Linked DNA regions of Mus musculus: region 2 is linked to region 1. Evidence: chromatin contacts called from public Hi-C data. All regions are on one chromosome and are shown on one strand. Each heading gives the region's core, a stretch centred on a gene start, on an enhancer-like site or on the middle of the called end of the contact. The rest is flanking DNA. Distances are from core to core; before and after follow the strand shown.

Region 1 (5,163 bases), core at 1,494-3,993:
GGTTCAGTCTCTGGGAGCCCCCAGGATCCAGGTTAATTGATTCTGTTGATCTTAACTGTGGAGTTCATATCTTATATATCCAAGTTTTTTTTGATTATTTTAACTGATCTTAAACATTTATTTTGTGTGTGTATGCATGAATATTCATGTAAAAAAACAAAGGAAAACTTTGAGTAGTTGTTTCTATCCTTCTACTCTGTGGGTTGAATTTAGGTCATCAGACTTAACAATTAGTGCCTTTACCTGAAGAGCCTTCTCCCAGGCTCCACACTAGTTGCACACTAATTGGTTATCCAATACCAAATGGCGAGCGCTGAACACATACATACAAGTAACATTATACAGCCTAAAAACACAAACACAAGTAACAGTATACGGCCTAAAAACATACATACAGGTAACATTGTATGTAACATTATACAGTCTAAAAACACAAATACAAGTAACATTATACAGCCTGAAAACATACATACAGGTAACATTATACAGCCTGAAAGCATTCATACAGGTAACTTTATATAGCCTGAGCAGATTTTACAAGTGTGTGTGTGTGTGTGTGTGTGTATGTGTGTGTGTGTGAGAGAGCGAGAGAGAGCGAGAGAGAGCGAGAGAGAGAACAGTTAATGAAAAAAGGAGCCATGAATTTGAACGAGAGCAAGAGAAAATACATGAGAGGACTAGGAGGGAGGAGGAAAGGGAAGGGGGAAATGATATAATTATATGAATTGAAAAAAATTGGGCTTCTACTCTTAATTGAACAGAAGGATTGGGGACTTTTTGTTAGAATGTTGACTCTGTAATATAAATAGATTTTCTTCCCCAGGTTTTTATTTCTATTTTTCTCCTTTTCGTTTGTATGGATATCTAAACTCAGAACATGTGTAAAATGGTGTTCTGGATTGTCTTTCTTTTAAAAATATGAATAATAACATTTTCATGTCATCCCTGTGTCTCTGCCACACCTTTTGACCCTCTAGTAGCTCCTTGTGTCCCACAATAAAAATTGTAGCATTTAAAATACATAGTCTTGGGCCAGTGAGTAAAGGTGCTTATCACCAAACCTCATGATCTCAGAACTCCAATGGTGGAAAGAACCTGCTCCTCCAGGAGGTTGCCCTCTGACCTCTACACACACACACACACACACACACACACACACACCCAGGGAAGCTAGGGGCATCAATCCCTTGGAGCTGGAGGTAGAAGAAATGTAAGCCTCTGGAAAAACAGCAAGTTTTTTTAAGCACCTTTCTAGCTCCTTAGCTCAGTATTCCTTAGTCTTGAACTCCAGTTCCTTCCATCATGTTATAATCCTAAGGATGTTGTTGTTGTTGTTTCTTGGAGTAGGGGACACAGTAACTTGCATCCCAAAATCTGGTGCATGTCAGTATACCAAAATCTAGCAAGTTCCAAGCTTTGTAAGTTTATTTTAAAGTTAGTTATTTAGGATTTGGGGTTCAAAATATCATTTTGTGGTAACCTTGGTAAAAATTGATCTGTAAATTTTTCATATAGTTACTTTCAAAAACAATTTTAACCTCTAAGATATCTTAAATGGTTGGTATATTATTAATATGGTGTGAGTTTTTCCTGCCCTATTTTAGCTCCTTTGTTTCAGTGTGATCCCCAAAGCCTTCTTTGGAAGGCTTGGAGTGTTTAGTAGGATTGGAAGTGCTGGGAAGTGAGGATCAAATTGGTATTGGATTAGTGTGTTTCCTTCCTTGTAGAAAGACTGGAAAGGACACAACAAGGTACATGTTGGTTAGTTTAAACTTTTCACACTAGCAAGTTCTGTGTAACTCATGCTTACCAAGTAGGTGTTTGATTTAATGATAGGAAGTGAAGTTTAGAGGCTAGATTAATAAATCAAATTACTGTCTGCTATTGAGAGAGTAAAGCAGAATGAAGACCCTATTATGTGAGGGTCAGATGGTCCTATGCAGGAAGAAGACTAAAATAGAGTGTACTATCTTTTTCCCATTTGACTGTGGAAAAGCCTCCACAAGAAGGTAATTAGGATGGTTTGCACAGGGCTGTGCTTTCTGCAGAAATGGTTTCCTTCTATCCATGGATCCTGAGTTTTTAAGATGCTTTCAAATTGTTTGAATTCTTCTATTATTGCAAATTTAGTCATGTACCAAATTTATTCCTGTGCAGTCTTCAGTGACAAAATGGTCTCCTCATTTGTATGTATAAAAACAATGCCAGGAACAAAAACAAAACTCATGATTCAACTGATTTTGTTCTCTCTTTGAACAGAAGAAAAGATCTGTTGAGATGAAGATTATAATTTCAGCAATGAAGAGAACATTCTAGGCCCAGGCAGCTTTTAAATTTGATGCTCGAAATTTATGAGATAAACTCCAAGCCTTATCTTTCTGTCAGTTCTTATAGCTACCTGCTTACTTACATATGCAGAAAGAAGATTAATTCTAGAGCTGATGACATTGCTCATCGGGTAAAGGCACTTGTCACACAAGCCTGACTGTTTTTTGATCCCCAGAACCCACACTGTGGAGGGAAAGAACAGAATTCAGTGAGTTCCACTCTAATCTCCACATCTGTTTCTGTCTGTCTGTCCCTGTCTCTGTCTCTCTCTCTTAGTCTCTCTGTCTCTCCATAAATAAATGTAATAATTTAAAAATTCTCCTAATTTTAGGTGTTACTTATTACTGTGAGACATTTGGTTATTTGTTTATGAAGTTGATGGCTAGTAACCTCAAATCTTGTCTTTGGAAGGTACTGGAGAGGACATCTAGTTCAGTACAAGACTGGTTTCAATCAGGGACCAACTGTTTCCAGCCACCCCTTCCTGCCACCTGCTGGCCTTCTCTGTTCCTGAGCTCATCAAGTCCCTCTTTGTATTGCCTTGAATGCTCTTCTCCTGACCCTGTGCCGTGGCTTACTTCTTTCCATAGAACAGAATGTGGTTGATCACTCTCAGACCACCTATCTAAAGGACCCTTTTCTGTCATCTGCCATGGCTTAATTTTTTATAGTAATTGTCACTGTAAATTTATCATGCTTGTTTGTTGCCCACATCCCCTTAGTGTTATGAAAGCAAGAGGCAGGCTGGTATTCACCAGCTTATCTCAAAGCCTTTCTACCATCAGATGGCCTGTTGGAGGCATCTGACAAATATGACCAATGTGAACAGAATAAATATGACTGGTCCTTGCCTAATCACTACTGCGCTGAAATCTCTTTCTGATTCTCTTTCTTTCTCTCTTTCTCTCTTTCTCTCTTTCTCTCTTTCTCTCTTTCTCTCTTTCTCTCTTTCTCTCTTTCTCTCTTTCTCTCTTTCTCTCTTTCTCTCTTTCTCTCTTTCTCTCTTTCTCTCTTTCTCTCTTTCTCTCTTTCTCTCTTTCTCTCTTTCTCTCTTTCTCTCTTTCTTTCTTTCTTTCTTTCTTTCTTTCTTTCTTTCTTTCTTTCTTTCTTTCTTTTCTACCAGTAATCTTAATTCTACTCCATGAAATAAACCTGCACTTTGGCTTCCTTTTTCTCAACAAGTTCAGATGGGATGTCAGTTATTTTTCATAGAAGAAAAACTCCATTTCTTCATTAGCTTTCTCACTGGGTGTTATTTGAGGAGTGTGATAAACTCTGGTTTATCTGTCTCTAAGAATATTTTGGCTTTGTTAACGGTATCTAGCAATAGACATAGTAAACTGAGTGGAACCTAAGCCTCAGTGACAGAAAGGACATGGCATTTTTGTTTATGTCATTAATGCAGTGCTCAATGTTTTATCTTCAATAAGAATTCTCATTTGCATCCAAATGAATGGTGAAGAAACTAAATATATATGGTATCTTAGGGTCATTGTGAATTCTTAAGAACATGTTTTATGATTGAATATAACAGCATAGAAATTCCAAAAACACAAATATACAATAGGGAATAATTACAAGTAAATCGTTAGTTAAGCCATTAATTAAATAGAAATGACATCTCTGAAAGACCATATTAGTATGTGTCTCTTCTCCATTTCGCTGCTCCCTAGAGGTAATTAATATCCTGATTTTTGTAACAAACATATAATCACATATATGGCTACATATTATGGTTTGTGGCTTAGTTTTTCTGTTTTAACATTGTAATAAAAGAAATGAGGTTGTTTTTATTAGTTTTCTGTTGTACAGCAAGTTGCCACTATTGTTCCTCTAAAAATCACCCATATGCTTTAGCTCACAGTTCTGTGGGGGCAGAAATGCACCCTGGCATGGTTGAATTTTCTATTCAGGATATGATGAGGCTGACACTCTGCCTCTTGTATTTTTTTTCTCTTTTAGTAAATAGGTTCTCTGTATAGTCCCAGACTAGCCTCCTCGGACTCAGTTCTCCTGCCTCACCTTTCCAAATGCTGGGGTTACAGGTGTGTTCATAGTCTACCATATCTAGCTTAAAACAAATACACAAATAAAAACAAAAAACAAGAAAAATGTAAATTGTAACTTTGATTTCCAAGGCCCAACTTTGCCCTTTTTTAAAACCCACTTAAATATGTTTCCTATTTTTGGAATTTCTGGCATGAATGATTTTTCTATATCATATATATTCATTTTAACCTTGAGATTGGTGCTTAGTTCATTTGTTTTAAGTTTTTGCATTTTTGGATGTATGTATATCAGATTCTTAGTTTTCGTTCTTCTTTAAAAACAAACAAACAAGCAAACACTTGTTTTATATAGGTGTATCTCACATATGTGGGGATCAGGGGTCAAGGCAATCTATAAAAGTGGTTCTTTCCTTCCATGATGTGGGTCCTGGGGATTGAACTCAGGGTGTCAAGCTTGGTGCCAAATGCCTTTACGTGCAAAGGCATAGCATCCTCTGGCCCCTGGCAGTTTCCTTTTCTAAGTATTGATTTAGCTTCTTGCCATAAATTTGTGGCATTGTAATTTTTAAATGTTAAAACGTCTTGTTTGACTTACTAATGGGATGTTTTGGGGATTATTAACTTCCAAACTTATTAATATTTTTTCAATTACTTCTTTTGTGTTTGACTCCCTCCATATTTTAGGTATGGCGAGAGAATATCCTCTGATTTCAGCCCTTGTAATTTGGTTTGAATTACATTATGGCCAAGCATGCCATCCTTTATAAGTGTGTATGTGCTAGAGAATTAGAGAAAACATATTGTGTAGGTAATTTGGTGTTTTTAG
Region 2 (5,168 bases), core at 1,226-3,725, 86 kb before region 1:
GATGGAGTACACAGCTGGAGCTGTACACAGTTGGGAGGCAGAGGAAGTTTAAGACAACTATCTAGGGCTGGAGAGATGGCTCAGTGATTAAGAGCCCTGACTGCTCTTCTGAAGGTCCTGAGTTCAAATCCCAGCAACCACATGGTGGCTCACAGCCATCCATAATGAGATCTGATGCCCTCTTCTGGGGTTTCTGAAGACAGCTACAGTGTACTTACATATAATAAATAAATCTTTTAAAATGACAATCATCTGTCTACACAGTAAATTTGAAACCAGCCTGGTCAATGTAAGGAGATCCCATCCCAAAATAAAAGGATGGAGAAAAGGAAGGGTGAGAGAGAGAGAGAGAGAGAGAGAGAGAGAGAGAGAGAGAGAGAGAGATCATTAGGACACATTTTGAGCTAAAAGACTAATAAATAGATTAGCTGAACTGGTTAGTCTAATCAGCTTTGAGACCATGGGATTGGAGGCAAATCAGAGCTGCCGATTCAGATTTACACTTGAGTGCTGGGTGCCTTTTTAGACGAGTAATTAAGAGAGAAAAAGGTATACCGTGGCCCTATTCTTGAGAATGAAGAGCAAGAAGCTAAAAGGAACCAAAGAAAAGAAAAAGCAGTAGATGTTGGGTGGCTTAGTGACTCACTCCTATAATCCCAGCACTTAGGAGATAAAGGCAGGAGGATCAGGAGATCAAGGTGAGGGACCAGAGAAGTAGCTCAGTGGTTAAGAGCTCTTGCTGCTTGTGGTGGTTTTAAAGAAAATGGCTCCCACGGGCTCATAGGGAATGGCAGTACCAGGAAGTGTAGTCTTGTTGGAGTCGGTGTGGCCATGTTGGGGGAACTGTGTCACGTACAAGGGCAGGCTTTGAGGTCTCAGGAGCTCAGCTAGGCTCAGTGGCTCACAGTCAGAGGAGACCTGCTGCCTGGGGATCCAGATGTAGAACCCTTATCTTCCTTTCCAGCACCATGTCTGCCTGCATGCCACGAAGCTTCCAGCCATGATGATAATGGACTAAACATCTGAACTGTAAGCCAGCCCCAATTAAATATTTCATTCTTGAGAGTTTCTGTGACCATGGTGTCACTTGTAAGCAATAAAACCCTAATTAGAACACTGCTCTTCTGGAGTACCTGAATTTGATTTCCAGCACTATCATGGTGTCTCTTGAATATCTCTAGCTCCAGTTCCAGGCAACAAAATGCTGTTTTCTGGTCTCCATGGGCGCAAGACACAGTAAAGACACAGGTAGGGAAAATGCCCATGCATTTAAAATTAAAATTAAATTTAAAAAGAAGAAGAAGAAGAATTTGAAGCTAAAGTTGATTAGATACTGAGTCAGCCTGGACTATAGGAGACTCTGTATTAAAAAAAAAAAAAAGAAAAGAAAGAACAAATCCTGGCTTGGTGCAAATGGCGTTAATCCCAGTTTCTGCGACAGAGCTTCCACTGTTCATCTCTGAATTCAGGTTCAGCCTGATTCACTTGGTGAGTTCTAGATCAGCCAGAGCTACACAGTAACGTTTTTCTCAAAACAAAACAAACAGACAAAAAGAACAATAACAAAACCCAAAGAGGCCTGTGGCTGTGTCTCAGGTGACAAAGTATTTTCCTAGCAAGTCTCAGTACTGCGTAATCAAAACTTGAAGGTCATCCTTTGCTGCTGCATAGTGAATTTAAGGCCAGCCTGGGCTATGAGAGACTCTGTCTCAAGAACAAAACCAAACCAGAGTGGGAGTAGAAGGAGGGAAGGAGGGGCAGACAGGAAGAGATGGGGGTGGGGAGAAGGAGAGGGAAAGGGAGGCAGGCAAGAGAATGAAGGAGAGACAGAGACAGAGAGAGAAAGAGCAGAGAGAGACAGAGAGACAGAGACAGAGAGAGACAGAGACAGAGAGAGAGAGAGAGAGATGGGAGGGGGCTACTAACTGCATGAACTGAGCCTATGCTGGCTCACACAGGAGAGCCAGCTTTCTATAGGCCACAGACAAGTGTTTGCCTACCTGATACCCCTTGAACAGAGCAGCATCATGCCTTGAAGAATCCCTTTGTCTCATTTTAAATTACCCTGTAAATATTATTCACTTGTGTGTGCACAGTGCTCAGTAACAGTGGGTATGGTTCACACCAGTGCCATGGCCCACATGCAGAGACGAGAATCAACCCAGTGGGAATCACTTCTCTCTTGCTACCTTTTACCTGGCGAGCAAACTCAGGTTGGCACATTTGTCAATAAGCACAGTTACTGAGCCATCGTACTTGCCCAGGACTGAAGAGCCTCTTCTCAGCTCCAGTCACTGTCACAGATACTCAGGGCTTGGCATGTTTGCCAGTCTCTGTCCCATGAAGCTCTCATTTTGCCAGTTGTCTCATTCCTCATTTGTCTTGAAGTGACTCAATTACACACATCCCGCTCTGCGCCCTCATAGGACACTTCTCGACCTTCCATTGGCCCTCCAATAATTCAGCCAAAGGACATTCTGATGTCACTGACTTTCAACAAAGGCTGTGTCATTTACTGTCTGTGACTTGAAGTTGATTAATGAACCTGCCACGTTTGATTCAATTCGGCTAGCAGGGGCCTAGAACAGTGACAACTGGAATTCATAGTCACTTGGTTGAATCCGATTTTGCAAAGCGCCTGGGTGCTACATGTTACTAGTGTGTATTGTACTGCCTTCATGTTTTCATTTCGTCTGCACCATGATGTTTTTAGCTGAAAAGGAAGTATATACTGGCCATGTACTCAAGAGATGGGACAGTGAAGAGCAGAGGAATAGCATGCTAATGGGGAAAAACAGTGAAAGGCTTTTCCCGAACAGTGAAGAGCTGTGTGTAACTGAGGAACAGTGAAGAGCTGTGTGCAACTGAGGAACAATGGAAAGGGCTGAAATCAGTTCAAAAACAGGAGATGGACTTTGTAGGGTTGATGGGCTCTGAAGCAGGCAGGAAGAACTTAAATCGTGAATGCCAGGGACTAAAGAGAGGGCTCAGCAGTTAAAAACATTGGCTGCTCTGGAGAATCCAGGTTTGATTCCCAGCACGCACATGGGATTTCACAACAGTTTGAAACTCTCGTCCCAGGAGAATCAGTACTCTCTTCTGGATCTGTGCTGAACAGACATACATTCAGGCACAGTCTCATACATGTAAAATAAATAAAATAACAAAAAACAAGTCACAAGCACCAAGACAAAGAAATTCTTGTCTCTGTTTCTCTCTCTCTCTCTCTCTCTCTCTCTCTCCCTCCCTTCTCGTTTGTGAGTACAGTCTCTCAGGCTGACCTTGAACTTCCTTTGTAACTAAGAAGGACGATAGTCTTGAACTCGTGACTTCAATCCCCAGGTGCTAGGATTACTTGTATACCATCATTCCTTTATTTTGCTTAAAATCCCATTTTCAAAGATTTATTTTTTTTATGTATATGAGTGCTCTGTCTTTATGTACACCAGAAGAGGGCAGCAGATCCCATTACAGATGGTTGTGAGCCACCATGTGTGTGCTGCAAATTGAACTCAGGACCTATAGAAGAGCAGTCGGTGCTTTTAACCACCGAGCCATCTCTCCAGTCCCCTAAAAACCCATTTTTAACAACTTCTGTCAAAGCAATAAGAATCTCTCTAAGTAGAAATTTATCAGTAATTAGCTGTGAAAGTCATCATACCAATGCATCATTATTTAAACTGATCGTTCACTGAAACCTTGAAAATTTTCATGCATGGACTGATAAAAACAATATGCAATATATTTAACAGTTTAAAAATCAATATGGTCAAATGTATTAAATAAAAATGGAGTTAAACAGTTATGGCACCAAATACAATCAAAAGCCCCTATGCTACATGCTACCAATTAAAATTTGAACTAGGGCTAGGGATTATAACTCAGTGGTAGAGTGTTTGCCTATTATGCTCAAGACCCATGGGTTCTATCCCCAGCACCTAGGAAAATAACAAATAAATTAATAAATTCATTAATCTCAGGACTGGGGCTGTATATAGTTCTGTTGGCAGAGAGCTTGCTAGGCGCCCTGGCTTTGAACCCCAGCACCAAATAAACTGGCAATAATAGCATATGACTATAACGCCAGAACTCAGAAGGTGGAGGTAGGAGGATCATGAATTCAAGGTCATTTCCAGCTACATTGGAAGTCTGTTTGAGGCCAGTCTAGGATTCATGAGACCCTATCTCAAATAATGGGAAATAAATAAATTAAGCTATATTGATCTCTATAGCTCAGGAACCTGGGTCAGACTACAACTTGTTTGTTCTCCCTTGCTTTAGCCTCCTGAGGCCTTCATCCTTAACCTCCCACCACAGCATTGCTCAATTCTCAATATGGGAGGGTATATAAAGGCTCAGAAATGAGACACACTGCACTCCTGCTCCCGCGCGCCATGACACACTCTGATGTGTGATAGACATTTTGTAGTCTTGGGAACTGGTGTCCTGGAAGATGCAGGTTTCAACCAAAGCCAGTAGTTATAGATAAGGAGAAAGCAATAATTCAGTCCAGACTAAACAGGAAGTGACCCAGAAAGACACAGGAACCCATGGAGCCACATAAGGTCACCTCAGGGACAAGAGTGGGGAGTGGACCAAACTGAGTGAAGTCAAATTTAGGATTAAAGCACAAGTAGTGACAAGAGGGAAAAGTCAAGTTAGGGAGCCCCATTCTTAGAAATGGTGGTGGATGACTGTGGTAGGCCTCAGGCCACTGCCCGCTTACAGGAGGTACTTGCAGTTCACTATTCCAGTGGTCACAAGAGTCTTTTAGGGGCTGGTGAGATGGCTCAGTGGTTAAGAGCACCAACTGCTCTTCCAAAGGTCCTGAGTTCAAATCACAGTAACCACATGGTGGCTCACAACCATCCGTAACAAGATCTGACGCCCTCTTCTGGAGTGTCTGAAGACAGCTACAGTGTACTCACATATAATAAAATAAAATAAATAAATCTTTTTTAAAAAAGAGTCTTTTAGTCTCTCAAATAGAATGTATATCTCTAGGGAGGTATGGTCTCTTTGGAAATTGGGTGGAAAACATGTATTGCTCCCTAAAAGGCATAGGTGTAACACAAAACCTCCACATTTTGCAAAGGGTTTGAGAGAATTGTGGACCCCTTGAGAATAAATACTCTCAGGATAAGAGAATAAGCACCCTGGGGTCAGAA

Evidence for each region. Hi-C and Micro-C count contacts between places; a contact is called where the count stands out from the background.
Region 2: a Hi-C map of cortical glia shows a contact between it and region 1, with 4 times the contacts expected there. The contact joins two enhancer-like sites. A contact is called at or near these places in 2 of 15 datasets of contacts at CTCF or cohesin (large pre-B cells and pro-B cells), 50 of 484 Hi-C or Micro-C datasets (B cells, CD4 T cells, CD8 T cells and 25 more), 3 of 115 datasets of contacts at active chromatin or transcription factors (bone marrow-derived dendritic cells, fibro-adipogenic progenitors and stem cell-derived neural progenitor cells) and 3 of 9 other capture datasets (adipose tissue, liver and pancreatic islet).

What each region holds. Positions count from the first base shown.
Region 1 is chrX:160,933,406-160,938,568 of GRCm38.p6, reverse strand. All of the region lies in intron 1 of Cdkl5 (cyclin-dependent kinase-like 5), which reads left to right. Among named protein-coding and RNA genes, the nearest start is that of Gja6, 29 kb to the right of the region's middle. Within about 2 kb of position 2,743, at least 4 of the 459 cell types and tissues checked have an H3K27ac peak or open chromatin away from gene starts, as enhancers often do. A contact at or near this core is called in cortical glia, where this site is marked.
Region 2 is chrX:161,019,043-161,024,210 of GRCm38.p6, reverse strand. No RefSeq gene overlaps it. Among named protein-coding and RNA genes, the nearest start is that of Cdkl5, 27 kb to the right of the region's middle. Within about 2 kb of position 2,475, at least 9 of the 459 cell types and tissues checked have an H3K27ac peak or open chromatin away from gene starts, as enhancers often do. A contact at or near this core is called in cortical glia, where this site is marked.